2 separate regions of the Zea mays genome follow, and region 1 is linked to region 2. A link is a contact called in public Hi-C data. All regions are on one chromosome and are shown on one strand. The core of a region is the stretch at or near the end of the contact, and the rest is flanking DNA. Distances in the headings are between cores, read along the strand shown. Region 1 holds the start of LOC100285184 (zinc finger, C3HC4 type family protein). Region 2 holds the start of LOC100381864.

The links. Hi-C and Micro-C count contacts between places; a contact is called where the count stands out from the background.
Region 1: a Hi-C map of bundle sheath shows a contact between it and region 2, with 2.8 times the contacts expected there. The contact joins the promoter of LOC100285184 here to the promoter of LOC100381864 in region 2. A contact is called at or near these places in 8 of 25 Hi-C or Micro-C datasets (bundle sheath, ear, endosperm and 3 more).

Annotation. Positions count from the first base shown.
Region 1 is chr5:76,956,758-76,961,204 of Zm-B73-REFERENCE-NAM-5.0, forward strand. It overlaps LOC100285184 (zinc finger, C3HC4 type family protein), which reads left to right and starts at 1,667. Exons shown (of 8, transcript NM_001158078.2): 1 at 1,667-1,888; 2 at 2,865-3,202; 3 at 3,483-3,568; 4 at 3,681-3,827. The coding sequence starts at 2,920.
Region 2 is chr5:76,716,104-76,720,286 of Zm-B73-REFERENCE-NAM-5.0, forward strand. LOC100381864 reads right to left here and starts at 2,623. Exons shown (of 5, transcript NM_001361549.1): 1 at 2,200-2,623; 2 at 1,997-2,075; 3 at 344-1,216; 4 at 1-159. The coding sequence starts at 2,596.

The DNA of each region.
Region 1 (4,447 bases), core at 417-2,916, 240 kb after region 2:
ATGAATTTGAGATAAGCTTATATCAGAACTTTAGAAAGTGATGAATGTCAAAATCCAAGCTAAATATGTTACTTAATTAAGTGAATTCCAAATCCTCTAAAATAAAAGGACCAAACGCCTCGTAAGTTGAATGTGGTATCATATACTTTTTTGGTGTGGCAAAGGAAAAATTAATGGCTCTATACTCCTTCGTGCAGGTTTAAACGTACAACTACGACCAGCGCCAGATCCAGGAATAGACTAAGGGAGGGGCTAATTTACTAGTGACCGACGGTGAAGACAAAAACAAGCTGGTAGGGACTTATGTTTCTCTCATTTTTTTCCTCTCTTCTCTTCTCCTCTAACCTCCACCTCTTTCTCCAACAGTGTGAGGGCTCATTTTTCTCTATTTTTCTTCTTCCTTCTTTCTCATCTATACTATACCTCTATAGCCAATGGAGTTTTATCAACATAGTAGGGGCCCCTTCATGTCCGCCAGACCGCCACTGACTACGATTCTATGATTCACGAAGACTTCACGCTTGCGCAATATTCGTTGGGCTGTTAGCTATTTCCACTAGCTTAGGTTCTATTTTGATTTGCCTAGTTTCTTATAAACTGATTTTTAAAAGTTAGAAGGCCTTTACACAGGTATAGTTTTTATTCAATTTCCAAAAACCTGTTTCCTGGTTTCTTAAAAATCAATAATCTGTTTAACCCTTACTAAAACCAGTTTTGGTTGGCTAATTACGTACTACCCTTAATGAGTTGGAAAATAATTACTAAACAATGCCACCGTCGCGAGCAACAACTCCACGCGCCCAGGCCTCCCCGTGTTCATCCGAGCAGCAATCCGGCCAACTCCACGCCCAGGCGTCCGGTCTACATCCAGGCGTGTTGTAACCGCCCAGGAGGCAACACTCACGCCAGGAATGGAAACGGGAAATTAGTGTCAGATATAAAAAATCATTATGCACATTAAAATAAACATATTTATATAACATCTAATCTCTTAACAATATAATTATTTATTTTTATTATTAACTATTATATAAAAAATATCACCATATATAAATTTAACGGGGTCTATATGAAAAATGGATGAGAAATGCTTTCTCGTACCCATTCTCGTTTATTGGTCTAGAGAGATTTTTTTTCTATTTATATCCCTGTGAGATAAAAAACTTTCCCGTTTCCTAATGAATTCCCGTAAAGAATTAGGAAACGAGATCTATTGCCATCTCTACTCGTGTCTCCTCGACTCCTCCACGCATCTCGTCATCTCGTGGGAGCGCCCAGGCCTCCGTTTCCTTCAGCGCGGCCGCAGATCGATCTGACCTGCGCTCTTGCTCATGCATTCCGCCAAGGATACAACGGTCATTGTCGAAGCTAGAGACCAAATTTTAAAAACTTTTGATTCAAACACTTTTGTGCAGTTTTTATCTAAAAGCCAGTTTCTAGAAATCAGGTATAGAAATCAGTTTTTTTTTTTAAAACCGAGGTAGATCCAAACAGAAACAGGCCCTTAGCCATCCCTGCTTGGTCCAAAAATTTTTTAAAAAAAGAGAAAAAGAAATCAAACCGAGCGCGTCGAGGTCAATGCAGGGCGGGACGGAGAAGGAGCAGGGAACAAGAGTACAAGACGAGCAACAGGACAATCCAACCAACCCTTTCCATTCCCAATCTTCCCGTCTCCAAGTCTCCGGTCTCGAATCCCTCCCTTCCAGAACAAGACACCTGACGCCGCCGCCCCCCCGCCGGCCGCACCCGTCCATACCATACCATACCATACCTCCGGCCGCTCGTCTCCTATCTCGTCACCTTCGCCCGGCGCTCAGATCTCCGCCGCGCCTCTGCCTGATCCCCCCACCCCCATTGGAGGGAGACACATCCCGCGTGGGCGCACGAGGTACGTACGCTCGCGCCTCTTCCGTCCTCTCGCGCGACCGCGGCGTCTAGGGTCGCCGATTCGCGTTCTGCTCTGCTCTGCTCTGCTCCTCGACTCTCGTCAGCAGTCGTCCCGCAGGGCGCTTCGACGGACCCATGCGCATGTATGTGTAGCTAACCCAGCAGCTGAAGGCTCTGGATTGGCGCTGCTGCATCATAGGTAGCGGGGGAATCGGGACAGTAATAACTGGGATATGGGTATCTGGAACCGTGGGGGTTTTGTGTGGTTCTAGATAAGATGGTGATGTGCTAGAGATACTTGGTTCGAGCAGATATACTGTTGGAATTCGATTCCCTCCTTTCCTGGTTCCATCCATATCCATCGATGCTGGCTGTGGCTGGGTTGAGGTCAGGCTCGCCTTGGTCACTGGTCCCCACAGTAGTAGCTAACTTTATTTTGTAGTGTGGCTGGCAAAATCTAGTGCACCGATCCTTATCAAAACTCAAAAGTATAAACAATAGTAATAGGCTCCCAACATGGGATTGAACCGTATATTACTGCTTTACCTGTCAGCCCCAGCAAAGCAGACGGAACAGTCAGACATCAAATCTTTTAAAACCAAGTAACACAAAACCGACCGTTCGAACCTAATGGCTTCGCTATCAAGTATGTTGGTTCATTTTACCGAGTAAAGGTTGAAATATCAAGCTAAGCAAAAGCACCCATGCTCTGATTAACATATACATGACTTATCATCTCCATATTCTGAGACTGATATTATCCCTGATGAGTGATGACCCAACCAAACTTTAGGTTTCAGCTAGCTAGCCATACTTAAAATCATTGTGATAGATTATGTGCATGAGGGCATTTTATTCTAATTGGCTTGATTTTTATGTGGTATTGATTTATTTTTAACATGTAGTTTATCAGTTTTAACCTTTCAGCACATCCTACTTATTGGTACACGACTTACCTACCACATATTATCTTGCAGGACCTGGTTTTTTTATCAAATGCTTGACAAAATGCTTGCTTGGTGATGTCTGGCTATGATTTGGGTCCTGTTTATCATGCAGTTGGCTTCTCATGGCACTCAAACAGAAGAGACGATGCAGTTTGTGCCCCATTGTGATCATGCAGAAGTGTCAGATTCACAGTCAACAAGTTCACAACTAAACCTGATAGAGAGATCAACAGAGCATCTAGCCTCATGTGAAATCAACCCAGTGAGCGTTGATGATGACAACGACAATGAACATATCGATGCCAATGAAGAAACTCACCTTGTTATTCAGGACGTTCCTCAATGCCGGATTTGCCTTGATAGTGAAGGTTTGCTCTTTGACTATCAGTGTTCTTAAGGCGCCTAGGCGAGCAAGTGCAGCAGACAACCGCCTTAGCGCCTAGGCGACGCCTAGGCGGGTAAGGCGAGCAAGGCGGCCAGTTTTGCCCGAGCGCTTGGACGCCTAGGCGTTGCCTAGGCGACGCCTTAAGAATAGTGGTGACTATTAGAACTTTTCTTAGATAGATAGTTGTTAAGGAATTTGAAATGCCTTGTTATTTTTTAATATTTAATTCATGTTTGTTTTGTTGCATACCTGCCACGGAGTAGGTGATGACTTGATTGCGCCCTGCCGTTGCAAGGGAACGCAGAAGTATGTCCATAGGTCCTGTCTTGATAACTGGAGATCAACAAAGGTCTGGATTCTAGAGCATCTATTCTCTAAACTGCAGACTTAAAAGATGCTTCCTAATCATCATTATTAGTCTAGTTGGCTCTAACCTAGTATGTCTGTAACACATTACCCAGGAAGGTTTTGCATTTTCACATTGCACTGAATGTCGAGCTGCATTCTTTCTTCGTGCAAATGTTCCTCCAGATCGATGGTGGTTAAGATTGAAGTTTCAACTTCTGGTTGTTAGGGATCACACACTAATCTTCTTTATTGTGCAACTGGTGAGATACTCACGCCTTTTATAGACCATGGAAACAGATCCAGTAATTCTCTATTGACATATTTTGAGCTGAATCATTTTTTCACTTTCTTTTCCAGATTTCATTGATTTAGCTGAAGCTAGAAATACATAACAAATTTTCTGTTTGCTGCATTATTAAAAAAAACTCGGCCGGAGTGGGAAAGACCGTCCTCCCGGTATTATACTAAGAAGAGACCGAAACATGGTCCCGGCCGAGAAAATCCCCGAACCCTGGCTTCCATCACCAGCGGGCTGTCACCGTCCACTCTGCAACAGCCCGGCTGGAGGGTGGCGCGCATGACGTAACCCGGGAACGGGCGGGGCACAACGAGTGGTTTTTAACCAAGCCAGAAATTCGCCCCCAAAGGGGGTCGAACCTGAAACCTGAAGGTGTTACTCGGAGGCCTTAACCATTAAGCTGGAGGCCCTTTCGCTTTGCTGCATTATTTAGAAGCATCATGCATGATTAAAAATATTTGCAGCTTGGTTTTCTACTCGACTGGAGAGGGAAAGACTGCCCTCCCGATATTGTATTAAGAAGCGACCGAAACATGGTCTCGACCGAGAAAATTCCTGAACCTTGGCCCCCATCACTAGTGG
Region 2 (4,183 bases), core at 1,373-3,872:
TAACAGCAACCAGAAGATAACCATGCTTTTGAACTAAGAAGAACTAATTGCAGCATGGGCCTTTTGGTTTTCAAATCTCTGACTAATGTGCGAAAAGATATTTCGTCTTCTGCAACTTCAAGCAACAGATTCACAAAAACTCTTTCCAATGTATGCCCCCTGCACATAAATAATGTATGTCCATGTATCAGTGATGGAATCGATTTCTTGGCAATAGGTGTAGAATATCTGTAGTGAGCAAGAAAGATCTTAATTAATAGTTTTTTCCTTTTACAATATAACAAGAACACTGATTGAAGCTTTAACATCTATCTCAAGATTAAGAAGCAGTGCAGGAAGTTACCTAAACACATCATGAGGCCCTGTTACAGGAATTTCTGTAGATGTGTAGCACTTGAAGAGTCGTAGGCGGCCATCAGCTGGACCAAGCGAACACTGAGAAGGGTATGAGCCAAGAGGTGATGAACATTGACCACAGAGAAGTTCAACCCACTCAAAATCATTCAAAAGGTTAGATGCTTTAACAATGAAGCTACTACCAAGAGAAATAGTTTTTGTTAATTTGTAATCTCTTTTAATCTCCAACATATTCTGCTTTTTCTCATTGACCAAGGACAACTGTGAAGGGTTATCTTCAGCTTTCTCACTGTATCCATTGACACAACAGCAACGGCATGGATCTACCAGCAACAAATCAACCTCTTTCTTAGATTTCCCCACTTTCTCAACACAACAGTCATTTTCAGACTTCTCAAAGTATGCATCAGTATCAGCTTCTGTCTGAGAAATGCCAGGCTGATTAGTCTGAGTGACTCCGTTTGTTTCACTACAACTAACACTAGGCCCCTCTTCCAAAATAATAGGTGGTTGTGCATGAGTAGCTGTGATATTTGCTTGCTCTTCTGAATTCTTCAACTTTATCTTCCCAGTGGTATGATCTTTTTCTACACTAACATTAAATATATCTTCTTTTATAGCAACAAAATGTCTACTAAGTGCTGAACAAGCTACCTGAGACACTAAATCTGTTTCAAGATTGTCTGTTTCTACAGTAATGGAAGTTGCATCCAGTAGACTTGTTCCTTCTAAACGACCATATGCCCTAATAAACTGAGATACAAGTTTCTCGCCTGCACCACCAAATGAGGTGCAACATCCACCAACCCAATTGTCAGCCACATCTACCCAATCTACAGATGGCATTTCCATGATTTTCCTGGAAAAAAGGGAATCAAGATTGTTATGCTCAGCACCAATATAATGCCGAAATCAAATTTGTACATAGTGAGAAGTTTTCACCCAGGTTCTCGTCTAGTGTTAAAATATATTGACAGAAAATCATGAGAAAAAGCCAACCAATATACACCAGCCCACAAGTAGCCAAAATTTGTAATAACCTCGCATTACTATTCGCAATAAGATTTCTAGGATTATCAACATCCATTTTTGGTGGAAGATACAAGCAATCTGACTCTAGTCTGCAGATTGCAGGTGATTCTACAAATTAGAATTCTGGGAGTAAACTTCAGATGCTTCTGGAATAATAAACAACAGAGCCAGAACAATCGAAGGCTAACATACAAAAGTGCAGGGAATCTTTAAGGCACATGTAAATAAGAACAGCATTGGTTGTGCAGAAGGGGGGGCAGCTAATCCACTTTAAGTTAGAATCACACTGATGTGCAGATTAGCTCGAATGCCATTGTCTAATGGTGCCAGGTGTGAACCAGTAGTAATCAGTCCAGACATATGATTTAAGCAGGATAGGTTTCTACAAATCTCCGCTGGATACACATGCTAAGCATAAACTGACTACTGAAGATTACAACAAAGTGTGATCCAACTAGGGCCTTGTTTGGATACTCTTGTATTCACCTCAATTCACATGAGGCGGGTTGAGATGTAAATTAGTTTAAGTTCCGCCCCCAACACATTTGGATTGAGGTAGGTACAGCCAAACAAGGCCTAGAGGTGACAAGGCGTGAATGCTCTATACCTTAGTGGCTGTTTTGTCAACCTTGACGAACAATTTTTGCAATACAAGTGAACGTCTCCAGTAGATAAACTCTTCAAATCTGTTTATCGATGACAACGAATAATAAAAATGCATATTCAATTTCATCTGGAAAAAAACAGATAGAGAACGAACACTTTGCCAAGCCTATGTTCAAACGCAGAGACAGGACAGGAATGACTGACCATCGCGCAGCGCTAGAGAAGCCGGAGGCTCCGCGCCGGGGGGTGGAGGGAACGCGGCGGCGACGACAGGGTGGTCGACGGGCAGGACGAGCGCGAGGCGGAGCTCGAGGTGGTCCCCCGCGGCGGCGGCGCGGCACTCTACGGGGGCGGAAGGGTCTACGAGCACCCTCGGGACGGGGACCCTGAGCGCGACGGCAGCCCCGTCCCCGGGGAGCGAGAAGGACAGGTGGAGGAGAGAGCCCTGGAGTCGGAGGTCGGCGCGGAGGTCCGAGGGGATGCGGAAGGGCAGCGCGGCGCGGGGTAGGAGGTAGAGGCGGAGGAGGGGAAGATGGTTTAGGGCTTCCCACGTGTACCGCCATTGCCGCCGGTGAGCGGAGACGGAGACGGCGCCGGCCATTCCTTGCGTATGGGCGGGAAAAGTGCGTTTAACCCCCTCATTATAATCAATTAATCATTACAAGCCCCCTCCCATTAAAACTACCTAACGTACACATCTGTTAAGAGCAACTAGAAGAGTATATTTTTCCTAATTAACGTGAGTGTAGATTTTTATAAAAAATACCTTCCAACAAATTATTTAAATAATTATCTAAATATAATTATCTTCTATTTTAAATTTCTACTAGTCAAAGATAAAAAAACGTGAATGTCTCTCTAGCAGCTAGAAGTGCAACAAATAATACATAGAAAAGTTGTTAGAGATTAAAAGGATACAGAAGATGGTTTTTATATAAATGATTCTACAAATGGTAATTTTGGGAGTGAAATTTAGAACGACTCTTGGAGATACTCTAAATAAACTTTTGAAAATAAGGCAAAAAAAATAAGGGCTCCTCTCAAACTAATTTTTCATGAACTAATTCATTTTTTAGAAAAACAATTTATAGATATGTCTTATATTTTCAGCCCTCTAAAAAAACTATGTGCAGCCGTCCTTAAAAAGCCTTCCCATAGATCGTACTAGTGACATGGCGGACAAAGATATATACATACTAATTGTAGGTTATTAAAATAGCTAATACCGATACAGTAATAGTAGCTATACATACATTATAATATTAGTGTACTGTTGGCGCCGATCTAGGCAGCGTCAATCACTAGGTGGTGTACCGCCTGGCGGTGCCCTCTGCGGCGGCGCAGACGGTCCGCGGCCCTGGGCCGGACGGTCCGCGACCTGAGCGCAGGAGCGGTGTCTTCCTTGCGTCACACCGGACGGTCCGCAGCTCTAGGTCGGACGGTTCGCGACCTGGCGACAGGGACGTCTTCCTTGCTGGAATCTAGATCTCGTTCCCTGTGGGAAGAGATCTTAGGGTGCTCCGGGTCGACAGGTCACCCGGGGCGTTCCCAGACAACGCGGAGTCACCTAGGAATTAAGAGATCAATTCGAGGAAGAGGTCTTGAGTGTACAACTAGATCTTGCCCCCCGAGAGGGGTGAGATCCTAGGGTGGTCTTGGGATCGGCATGCCACCCAAGACAGATCTAGACGACGTAGAGTCGAATAGGGGGAGGTGGATATACGGAAGGTTACAACTAGGACTACGCTACATCTACTCCTAGGGCAGGAAAAGTAAATAAAGTAATTGGTTCGATTGGAATGTGTTCGGAGGTTCTCAATCGGTCGTACCCCTTTATATTTATAGGGGAGGAGGTCTGGACCTGTCCCTAAGAGATAGCCAACAACTCCCACGTGATTAGATAGATAACCACGCACAAGATAAAGATAAACACCTGAGTTAATCTAATCCCGAGGCACGCGGACTGTCCAGGCCCAAGGGTCGAACCGTCCGCTCATTTTGGTGTTCAACATATGCTCACTGCCTTTTGGTGGAGCTTGGCGAACCAAAAGCACCAGCGAAGACTTTGGAAACAATTGACCTCATGAGCTACTTTGTTCCCGAAGTAAGGACTCAGCTCGATGCAAGTCATCGGCTCTTGCGATCAGATAATATAAATACTTGATGGAACTTTAATGCACAGAGGCCG